3 separate regions of the Mus musculus genome follow, and regions 1 and 2 are each linked to region 3. The links are chromatin contacts, called in public Hi-C and HiCAR-type maps. All regions are on one chromosome and are shown on one strand. Each heading gives the region's core, a stretch centred on a gene start, on an enhancer-like site or on the middle of the called end of the contact. The rest is flanking DNA. Distances are from core to core; before and after follow the strand shown. Region 1 overlaps Glce (glucuronyl C5-epimerase). Region 2 overlaps Paqr5 (progestin and adipoQ receptor family member V). Region 3 holds the start of A730043L09Rik (RIKEN cDNA A730043L09 gene).

Region 1 (3,639 bases), core at 152-2,651, 150 kb before region 3:
AATTACTTTATTGGGAAAGTCTACCCAGCAAAATTCTTGGTTATTTCTTAATGCAAAGATTTACTTCTTACTACCCTGGTCAAACCTAGCCAAAATCAGAATGGATAGTCTGCACTGTTGATATGACTCGGGTCTTTAAAGTACACCAATTCCCTGAAAAGCACAAGTCCCCAAATTCTGCTGCAAGTGGAACTGTCTCAGCAGCATTCAAAAATCTCAGTGTGCAAATGTCACTCTAAACTCAGGTCTGGGTATGAGACTGGGATGGTGCTTAAAATTCTAAGAGTTACAGAAGGCTCATTCCTAGCAATTTATAATATCAGGAGGCTTGGCATCTGGCACTGGCTCTGTCATGAGCAAGCCTGGGTACATCTCTATGTGACCATTTCCTCATCTGGAAAGTTATTTGTAATATTTAATATGCTGTGAGACTAGGATGATGTTTTTTAGTTCTCCTACAAAGATTGAACTGACTTCAATATATAAACTATGTCAAGGGGGGTGGGCAACAGTAACAAGAAACAGTTGGAATCTATGGTCTGTTAAAAGCTTAGTTTTACAAGGAAAGATTATTTTACAGTATATATCAAGTTCAGCTATACTTCAACTGCATAGATTTTTATATATCCACTTCCTTCCAAGTCATAAAATAGTATCTATGTTGGAAATGTATGAAAACTTGAATTATCTTAAAATATAGCAATCTTTCAAATTTCTATAAAAGTATCTGCATATTTTCTGATTTTAATAGCTTTCCTACTTTTGTTGAGCTCTTCCAGATAAAATTTTAGTTTCTTTTCTTGGTAGCAGTGGTCTGATGGCTTTTACTTGCTATGTATCTCAGGCTGACCTCCAACTTGGCCCCTCCTGACTCAGCTTCCACAATGTTAGGCACATGTCACTGGATATAGCATGACTTTAACACTGCTAACTCATTTCATAAAAGGAATCACTAGAAAAAAACAAGACCATGGCTACAAAGCATGTTAGCTAATAGTCCTAAACCAAATTCTTACTTTCACCCAGCTCTCTCACAAATGAATGTTACTAGTTATGAGTATGCTAGAAAAAAAGGCTAACTCATGCAACCAGATGAGCATCTTACAGTACCAGTATCTGAAGACTGAGTGGCAAACTTCAAAGATGTACTTTATGATCTACCCGGTATTTACACATTTATGTAATTTCTTCTTCCTCTAGGAGTAGGATGGACCTAATAATCTACTGACAACAACAAAAAAAATCAAATATGGCAGAAATGATAGGATGCCACTATGTGACAAGGTTATTAAAGACTGATGTTCCTGCTACCAAGTTCTATGCTGGGATTCTTTCTTGCTTGCTCTGACAGTCAGCTCCCAAGTTGTGAAATGTTTTATAGGTACACACGGTAAAGAACAAAGGTCTTTGGCCACAGGCAGAAATGAATCCTGCCAACCACCATCTGAACAAGCTAGGAAGTAGATCCTTCTACAGCAAAATTGTCCATTCCCACCCCCTTTTTTTTTAACATTCCTGGAAATCAACCCAGGGTCCTGCTCATACTAGGTAGGTACTGTATTAGCTAGCTACTTCCTCAGCCTTTCCCACTTTCTCTTGAAACCACACTAATCAGACTTCTATGAGGCTCACATGGATTATTGTAATAGTATCCTAAACTTTCTGCCTCGAACTCTCAAGTTTCTCTCACCATTAAAAATAATAAGGTCATACAGTTCCTCTGTTCAAAACCCTCCAACTTCACTTCTCTGACCTCCACAGTGCTGCTCTAGCCTGATTCTAATTCAGTATACTGTCCTTTTCCCTCCTCAGAGCATCCAGGCACACTTTCTACAGATGTTAGTGCTACATCTGGCAATCCCCGTGTTCCTTCCTCAGTTACTCAGTGATTATTCCTTTGAGGCTTCACTAGATGGCCACTTTCTCAAGCCTGCCTACTTCCCACCTCCATGTCTCTCAGCCCTTTCCACATTCCCTTTTTCACCCTTTTCTCTGTAGTATTTATTGCTGATACACTGTATTTTATCTTTTATTTTGTAACTCCATCTTTTAGAATGTAAGCACCATAGGTGACATGCATTTAAGAATAACTATAGCAACCAATGGGATTCTCTCACTGATCTATGCCAGTACAGCAGAATATTATGAATAACTCTGAAAGTACCAAAATGTTACATTCATACTTCAATCATTGCTTTACATTTTGACAAGTTTAACTCCCTAATTATACTCATACTAGCATTATATTAAGTTAGTTTGCATTCTTCTGAATACATACATACTAATTAGAAGAAGAATCAGTTTAGAATCAGACAATAAGCAACTGGATTGTTTTAATTTTTCAGGGCCAGAGAGATAGTTTGGTAGTAAGAAGGCATGAGAACCTGGATTTGAATCCTTAGCATTCATACAAAAATCCAAATACAGCTGTGTATGCCCCTAACATCAGCACTGGAGAACAGAAAGACAGGTCCCAAAAGCTCTCTGGTCAGCCCCTACCCTAAACTGTGAGCTTCTGGTTTGGAAACAGACTGAGAGCCATTCAGGATTCATGAAGACACCCCATCTGCTGCTCTGGCCTTAGCATGTATGTAATAGGAATATGTGCCCACACATACATATTACATACATATAGAAAACAACAATAATTTTCTATTGATAATCCAACGTGGAAACTTCACATGCAGTGCCACAGAATTCAACAGTTAAAAGATATTAAAGACTAGGAATTAAAAAGATAAACACTTTCAAATAATTCTTTAAAAAAGAATGTTAAAAATTATTTAATTCTTTTATATTAGGTTACATCTTCTGCTAAAACAATATTTACATCCATTTTCCAACCTAGATATTATTTTTGTTTTTTTAAACTATCATCGATAAAAGGAATACAGTATTTAGATGAGAAGTTAAATCCACAGTTAAAAAGAAGACTTTGTTAAGCTGAGCTAATTTTATAAACGGTTTTTACACTTGTGTTGTATAATTACACATTTCCAAAAATACTTTCATACCTCCGTTGTGATCTTCATATTAACATGTAGGGCAGACAGTATCTATCTCCCCATACCTTCCAAATACACATGATATTTTTCAGATGGAAAAATATATCTTAGGTTTAGCTAGTTTTCTCAAGGTTACAAAGTTATACACAGTCAAGCTGAACTATAATTAACTAGAATTGTTTGTTTGTTTGTTTGTTTTAAGCCCACTGTTTTCTATGACAACATATTCCACTACTCAGTGACTAAGGGTACCATACCATTGCACAGGTTCATAAAGACTTACTTGATCATCTTAGCAGCTTCCTGAGTAGAGTGGAAATTTTCATATTCCTATTTATTATAAAAATACTTTGTAGATGGTGTAAGTATATTAATGTCCTTATTTTAAAAAATTAAAAAGCTCAGGAAGTCAGTATTAAAAACTGAGTATCCAAAGCAGTATGAATACAAGACTACTTTTGGACTATCAAACAGAGACCAACTGCCAGAACAAGTGCTTGAGGAAGGTATTTGACAGAAGCCATTCAGGCTCAAATCATTTTATTACTGTTAAGAGTCTTTATCTCCACTTGATTATATTAGCAAACCTGGTTAAAAATAAGAATAATAAATTATTTTGCCCTTCTCCCCAAAG
Region 2 (3,784 bases), core at 1,100-3,599, 240 kb before region 3:
ATGGGTAGAGGTGCACACCTTTAATCCTAGTACTTGGGAGGCAGAGGCAGGCAGATCTGAGTTTGAGGCCAGCCTGGTCTATAGAGCAAGTTCTAGGACAGCCAGGGCTACAGAGAAACCCTGTCTTGAAAAATATCTTTGAATATATTTGTTCCAAAGGTACCAGTAAGTTCATGGACAGATACTTTAGCATTAAGTCTTCAGGGGCTTACAATTCAAAGCCACAACACAATATTTCACCTCCATTAGGATGTCTACTCTTAACAATAATTTAATGGGTGTTCCTTGGGGAGAGAGCTCATGGTTGCCCTACCATGAAGACCCCCAACACCCACGTACAAAAACCCAGTACAGCCATGTATGAATTTAATCTCATCACCGGGGAGGCAGAGACAAGAGGAGCCCTGATGCTCAGTAGACAACCACTCACTAAGTGAGTGAGCTCCAGATTCAGTGAGAGACCCTGCCTCAAATACCAAAGCTGAGGACTCAGCTTTAATCTCCAGCCTCTGCACATGCACAGAATAATCCAAGTGTATGCAATATACTTTTACCATAATAGAAGTATCTTCTTTTAAGCATGTATGTTATAGCCTGGTCCAGAACTCAGTTGTAGCTATTTTAATACAAAAATGTATTCTCTCCAAATCTTCCAGAAAAAACAAACAAACAAACAAACAAACAAACATGTATCATGTATTTCCTGTTGCTGCCGATCCCTCTCTGCAGAGACACAGACTTGCTCAACCCAGCATTCTTGCTATTATATAGATAGACACTCTAGATAAGAAAGGACTTGCCTGAGGTCACTGGACAAGGGCCTGGCAAAGTCAAGATGAAACAAGCTCTCTAAGCAATGCGGGAACCTGTACATAGCTGTCTGTAGAACTGGAAAATCCAGTAGCTCCGCCCTGTGGGAGCCCGAATCTGAGGGAAAAGAGCAAGCTCACAGGACAGTTGGCAAGCTGCCATTCCTTAGCCGGGACGCACTCCCAAGCTCCAGCCAGGCTTCAGCCAGAGTCTGAATGCCCACCTCGGCAAACAGAAGTAGCCTGTGGAGGTCACTGTTCATGAGGGCCACAATGCTGGGCCTCTTCACAATATGTCTGCTGATCAAAATGCAGGCAATATGCTGTCAATAGGTCACAAAGTCAATTTACTGAGTCCTGACTAGCCTGGGAAATACTAGATCAGAAAATATCAGGAGAGGGGCCAACAGCTGTGACACCTACTGGGGCAGAGGTTTTGATCCTAGAAAACACAGAAAGTGTGTAAGTGTGTGTGTGTGTATGTGTGTGGTGTAGTGCACATCTGCACTTGTGTCACTGGGGATCAGTCATGCTATCAAATATTCAGTGATATTTGTGAACTGAAAAAAAAATGTTCCAGACCACCAACCTCAGTGAGTGTCTGGTCAACAAGAATTAAGTCAAATTCTGAGGCGCTGTGGTGTCTAGACAGACCTCAGGGCTGAAGTGGCTATGCAGGTTCCACCTGGACAGGCGCTACAGTTGATGGATGAAGGAAGGGCTTGTTCTGCCTACCTTGCTGGCTACATGGGACCCTTCTCTGCAGCCAGCCCCAAGAGAAGCCTTCTGCTAGACTTGTCTGCACCAGAGCAATGTCCACACCTTGGGGCAACAGGCTTAGTGCTCACCTGCAGGCCAGATCACCTCCAGGCCAGATCACCTTCAGGCCAGATCACCTCCAGGCCAGACCACATGCAGGCCAGACCACATGCAGGCCAGACCACATGCAGGCCAGATCACCTGCAGGCCAGACCACATGCAGGGTTTACTTGCAGCCCAGATGTCACTGTGGGCCACCCAGAGGGAGCCCAGGCCTGGATAATGGTCACTCATAACCTCTTTCTACAGTCCCTGGGGCGGGTGGGGGTAGGAGGATTAGGGCCTGTCCCCAGGTCTCAAACGTCTCCGACTGTTCACTTCTCTGGACATTCAAGGTCTAGTCATGCCTGCTTCCTCCAGGAGGAACACCAATCCCCTACTTAGTCCGACTTCGACCTCACCATATTCCTGACCGCCTCCAAGTGGTCTTAGGGTCACAGCTGAGGTGCAGTTCTCCTGTTTACCAGCTGGTGCCCTTGGTGCCCACCTTTAATCCTAGTACTTGGTAGTTTCAGTTCTCAGCTTTGGGCCTCATAGGCTGGAAGACTGACTGAATAATGGATGGAAGCTCTCTGCCTAAAGCACGCCAGCAGCAAGCCACTCAGTGGCTGGGACCCAGACACGAAGACATGCTCACTCTGAGTCTTGAGGGTGCGGTCACCCTTTAAGCCACTCTTTAGATGGCTCAATTGGAGACAGGGCTTGGTCTATTTTTATGAGACCCTATAAAACCTTATTGAGTATTCTCTCTGATGTTATACGGGTCACTTCACCCTCCACTCACCCACTTACCCATAGGGTGAAGCTGGTGAATGATCTAGAGGTCTAGGCACTCTGTGGATGGAGCATACAACCATGGCAAGTTCCTCAGAAGGATGGGAACACAGAGACTGGTGAACAACTGGGTCAGCTATTCTGTGGACAAAGGGGCAAAGCTGAGAGGGAGAGACCTGCAGGGAGTCCTCATGGAGGGAGTACCAGAGGAGGGTTAGGGTAGATTTGCTGTGGGCGTGGTATGTGTACCGAGTGTGAGAGCTCAGGAGAAGCTGGGACCGGTTGAGCAAAGGTTCAAAGGTGACAGTGATCTCTGAGCTCCTCAAATGGAAGGGAAGCTCTGAGCCCTAGTCCAGTTCTATAGAGGCAGAGCTCAGGTGGGGGTAGGGATGGGGTTTGGGCAATGAGAGGAAACCTGAATCTCCCAGCACATGTGGGTGTAGCTTTGCAGGTAAGGTTGTTCTGAGTTAATTCTCCTTCTCAACTGTTTTCCCAAGCCTGGTGGCTTGCTCCTTCTGAGTGGAAAGACGTGGGTGGAATGTGGGGGTCCCACCCAGCTCCCTTCATCTCTTTCCCCATTCCTGCCCTGCAGGCCCCGCCAGTCTACAAACAGGCTTGCCAGCCACACCCTGAGTTTCCCCTTCGCTCTGCTTAGGGTACAGTGCTTAGCCTCAGCCCCACACAGGGCACACCCCTGGCTCAGGCCAGCCACCCATCCAGGTGTGACAAGGGGCAGGGCTGTCCTGGTCTGGGAAGGCTGCCAGCTCTCAAGGTTTTCTGCAGAGTGGCCCAGACTGGGACTCTTAAACCACTCCTGAGGAGCCTCCCAGGAGCCTGAATCCAAGAAGGAGATGAGCCAAATAGACAGAGCCACTTGCAGAGACAGAGAGAGCAAGGCAGAGCTGGATATTGGGCGCGGCTGAACCCTGCCAGGGCGGGGAGGACAAAGCAAATAGCCTTCTGCCTTCTAAAGTGTTTTTTTTTAAACCAGAACCATTCTGTAATGATGGCCATGTGACATTATGCATTTGTCAAACCCACAGAAGGCACAGCACAGAAGAAGCCCTAATAGAAACAAAGATCCTGGTTAATAACAATGTATCTGTATTGATTAGCTCACATTTCTCTGGCTAGGGTGTGGTGATGTACATCTGTATCCTAGCAGGAGATGGAGGCAGAAGGAACAGGAGCTCAAGGCCAGCCTTGGCTACTTTGTCTTAAGCAAAAGTATCTCTATCTCTATATCCATTATACATGCCACTTTAACAGCAACAGCCTGGGGATGGAGTGGAGGAGCCGAAGGAAGGCTCTGCACCTTTGTACAACTGTTCTTGTAAATAACTAAAGCAACTGAGGAAAAACCATCCAAGTCAGGGCTTTCC
Region 3 (3,796 bases), core at 994-3,493:
AGATGAGCCATAAAAAGACTGGCGATGTACTTGTTTGGCACAGACCATGCCCCAGGTGTCTGGACTCCCGTTTGGGCTTGTGCTAAGCTTGGTCCCTGTGTCCACAACTTTATCTTTATATCTGCTCATGATCTATGCAGGCTTTTCAGGCCAGCCTCAGACTTCCATGAGGCTGTTTCTCATTTTAATACTTAGATCACTTAAGCCTGGGACTAAAAATAATGAATAATGCCCATGTCTGGGCATTGGTGTTCCCCCTATACACTGGGTGGCCCATCCCTTGGCCATTACCTGAAATACACTCACTTGAGCTCTTGAAATCTCCCACCTCTGTGTGTAGCATGTGCAGCTATGTGTGGCCGAGTGAGGCCAGGTTCTGATGTCACATGCCTTTCTCTGTCACTCTCCTCCTTATGTTTGGTGTCAGGGTCCCTCATTGAATCTGGAGATAGTTCAGGTTATTGGTCAATAACCTCCCGGGGTCCCCAGTGCAGTGGGGGGACAGGTGCACCCCACCATACACAGCTATTTTTCCTCAGGTACTCATGGTTGTACAGCAGTGGCGTTACCTATTGAGCTATCTCCCCCCATCCAGTATTGGAGATCTCAGGTGACATTACCATCTCTACATTTGTTTATTTAAAAAATATTACATAAGCCATGCATAAGTATATGGATTTAAAATATCATCATGAGTAACTCCTGGCTAAAGTCTTAAGGTTTTATTTTTTATTTATGTGTGTCTTATATGGGGCTTCCATTGCTTCGAAGAGACACTATGACCATGGCAACACTTATAAAGGAAGCTGGCTTATAGCTCAGAGGTTTTGTCCATTGTCACCATGGTGGGAAGCACAGAGGCATATAGGCAGACGCACTGGAGAAGTAGCTGAGAGTTCTACACCTGGATCCACAGGCAGCAGGAAGAGAGAGTGTGACTGAGCCTGGCTTGAGCATCTGAAACCTCAAAGCCCACCCCCAGTGACACACTTCCTCCAGCAAGGCCATATCTACTTTAATAAGGCTACATCTCCTAACAGTGGCACTCCCTCTGAGCCTATGGGAGCCATTTTCATTCAAACCACCACAATGTGTGTAACAAGAGTGTGTGTGGTGCTGCCCACAGAGGCCAGGAGAGACCATAGGATCCCCTGGAACTGGAGTCACAGGCTTTGTGAACCACCAGCTATGGGTACCAAGAACCAAACCCTGGTCCTCTGGAAGAACAGCCGTGCTCATGACTGCTGAGCATGTCTCCAGCATGTGCCCAGGATAAGGAGCTCAGGTGAAAGCAGAGGGTGGGGAGATAGGGTACCCTTGGCAGCTACCTGGGACAGTTCCTAAAGATGGCGCTTTAATATCTGAACTGGAGCCAGACTGTTGGATGCTCACTGCATCCCTGTGATTGGGGGCCACGGGAGAAGGAAACCCTGAGTAGGGTATGGTCACCGGGCTGGGCCCCCCCCCCATGGGTGAGAGAATCATGTAGGAGTGGGAAAGAGGGGGACGGAGAAAAGGGAAAGGGGGGAGGGCATGTGGAGGTCAGAGAACAGTCCTAAGCAGCTGGTTCTCTCTTTCCACCATCTGGGTCCTGGAGTGGCACTCTGGTCGTCAGTGTTGGTGGCGAGTACCTTCATCTGCTGAGCCATCTCTCTGGCCCGTCATTTATTTTTCTGTCACGTGAACAGGCATGTCAGATAGTCTTTTTTAAACATAATGTTCTATTGGGGTTTCTTTTTTTAAAAAAATATACCTTTTGCCACAAAAACATCAATTTTTTTTTTTTTTTTGAGGAAGGATCTCATGTAGCCCACTCTGACCTTGAACTCACCACGGCGCTGAGACTGGCCTTCCATTTCTGATTCTTCTGCCTTCATATCCACACGTGCTGGATTACAGGCGTGGGCTTCGACGTCTGCACCCGACACACATCGATTTGTTCACTCTGTGGATGGTAAAGTGATGGCTCAGAGAGGCACATCTCCAAGCACAGCACAGCAGAAACTATGTCAGTCCAGTGACCCGACTGCTGACCAGGTGTTTGCACAGGGACAATCTCTGCTGCTGTCCCTAACACCGCCCCCCACCTTTTCAGTCTTGTCTGCCAGGCTAGTGACACTTCTCAGTAAAGCTTGTGTGACCTCTCCTCCCATCAGTGTCCTCTGGCTCCCAGCGCATTAACAAACGGCACTTGTGCACCTAACGGTTGGTTTTGCTAATGCCTGCTGTCTCTCAGAGCAGAATGGCTCTGGCAGCGTCACTCCGCCCGCTGTGTTTGCACTCCTGGTCTCCAGATCCCAGCTGACAACTTGATGTGCTGCACTCCTTTCCAGAGCTCGTACGTTTCAGTACTCCCGTGCTCCAGTGACACTCTCAGCCAGCTTAGGCCTGTCCACCTCACGCGTGCTAGGTCTCCGGCACCACAGGTCAGACCCTGGGAAGTTCACAGCTTACAGAGAAGAAGGACAGATACCCACAGATGGTCAGAGACTGAGCCTGGAGGTGCTGCCTGAAGCAGAGAGTCTGTAACAGGGTGCGTCCTCCAGGCCCTCTTTCATTCCATTTAAACCCTTTAGGAACGATCCTGCCTCCGGGTGAAGTGAAGTGAAGCCTCCGGAGATTCCCTGGTTCTACAGCGCCCTCTTGTGGACAACTGGAGTCTGCCTATAGAGAAAGCAAAGGGCACTTTCGATTAGTCATGGGGGACAGAAGGACACTCAATTCTTCCGACCAAGTTCTTTCACCTATGACCAGTGTCTTAGCTCCTTTCCGGGTTAGTTGTATGTCAACTTGACACAGACTTCATTCATCTGGGAAGAGAGACTTGCACTAGCAAAGTGCCCTGTGATATTAGCCTATACATAATCCTATGGGGCATTTTCTTGATTAATGATTAATGTGGGAGGACCCAGCCCTCTGTGGGTTATGCCGCCCCTGGGCTAGAGGTCCTGGATTGTATTAAAAATAATGGGCTGAGCAGGCTGTGGGGAGCAAGCCAGAAAGCAGCCCTCCTCCACAGGCTGTGCTTCAGTCCCTGCCTCTTGTCCCTGCCCTGACTTCCTTTGGTGACTGACACACTACAATGTAGAACTGTAAGATGAAATAAACCCTTTCCCTCCCAAAGTGCTTTATTACAGCAACAGGCGCATAACTAGATGGTTGTTTTCCAGTTCGTTGATAGAAAAGACCCTGGCAAAGACAACTTGAAGAAGGATGGGTTTATTCTGACTCCCAGTTTGAGGTCCAGCCCATCACAGCAGGGGAGAAAATTCCCATAGGGGGGAACCTGAAGCAGAGGCTCAAACTGAATATTCAGTCCAAGAGCAGAGTGCACCTGCAGCTTTCGGGGAGTCTCCTGACTCCATCTCTTGTCTTGCCCTAAGGCAACTGGGATTACAGACATGTGCTATCATGTCTGCCTTTGTGTGGGCTCTAGGGGGTCCAAATTTGGAACCTCATACACATGTGGCAAGTGCTTTTACCCACTGTCCCACCTTCGATTACTGGAGACTGTGGGGAAGGCCCTAGCACCAGGCCTGGCCCCAGCTCCAACAGGCGAAGCTTCGTGCGAGTGAGCCCCTCTTTTCCAACCACCTTCACTGGAACAACCAGGGCATGTGATTAGCCTCGGTCCCAGTGGAAAAGACTGACGAGGAGAGGTTGTCAGGGTGGCTACGTCCCAGGTGGCTGGATTCTTAGGTATGTAAACCAGATGACTGGATGCAGAAAGGTATTGTCTGCATCTCGCTTCTCAGAAGATCAATGAGGCATGGGTAAAAGGAGGGCAAGGGACCAA

Evidence for each region. A called contact is a pair of places that touch in the nucleus more often than the background predicts. HiCAR-type assays count read pairs that join an accessible place to other places.
Region 1: a contact with region 3 is called in a Hi-C map of liver, with 4 times the contacts expected there. The contact joins the enhancer-like site here to the promoter of A730043L09Rik in region 3. A contact is called at or near these places in 8 of 39 promoter capture datasets (cranial neural crest, embryonic stem cells, frontonasal cranial neural crest and 3 more), 2 of 484 Hi-C or Micro-C datasets (embryonic stem cells and liver), 1 of 115 datasets of contacts at active chromatin or transcription factors (embryonic stem cells) and 1 of 9 other capture datasets (embryonic stem cells).
Region 2: a contact with region 3 is called in a HiCAR-type map of kidney, with 4 times the contacts expected there. The contact joins the enhancer-like site here to the promoter of A730043L09Rik in region 3. A contact is called at or near these places in 15 of 39 promoter capture datasets (the 3T3-L1 cell line, 3T3-L1-derived adipocytes, the C10 cell line and 11 more), 2 of 15 datasets of contacts at CTCF or cohesin (embryonic stem cells and stem cell-derived epiblast-like cells), 12 of 484 Hi-C or Micro-C datasets (the AML12 cell line, bone marrow-derived macrophages, cerebral cortex and 3 more), 8 of 115 datasets of contacts at active chromatin or transcription factors (SST interneurons, embryonic basal ganglia, embryonic forebrain and 4 more) and 1 of 9 other capture datasets (embryonic stem cells).

What each region holds. Positions count from the first base shown.
Region 1 is chr9:62,095,405-62,099,043 of GRCm38.p6, forward strand. The region is part of intron 1 of Glce (glucuronyl C5-epimerase); the gene reads right to left. Among named protein-coding and RNA genes, the nearest start is that of Mir5133, 25 kb to the right of the region's middle. Within about 2 kb of position 1,402, at least 3 of the 459 cell types and tissues checked have an H3K27ac peak or open chromatin away from gene starts, as enhancers often do. A contact at or near this core is called in liver, where this site is marked.
Region 2 is chr9:61,997,137-62,000,920 of GRCm38.p6, forward strand. All of the region lies in intron 1 of Paqr5 (progestin and adipoQ receptor family member V), which reads right to left. Among named protein-coding and RNA genes, the nearest start is that of Gm35152, 22 kb to the left of the region's middle. Within about 2 kb of position 2,350, at least 38 of the 459 cell types and tissues checked have an H3K27ac peak or open chromatin away from gene starts, as enhancers often do. A contact at or near this core is called in embryonic stem cells, kidney and uterus, where this site is marked.
Region 3 is chr9:62,241,857-62,245,652 of GRCm38.p6, forward strand. A730043L09Rik (RIKEN cDNA A730043L09 gene) reads right to left here and starts at 2,244. Exons shown (of 3, transcript NR_040769.1): 1 at 2,088-2,244; 2 at 1,832-1,945; 3 at 740-1,673.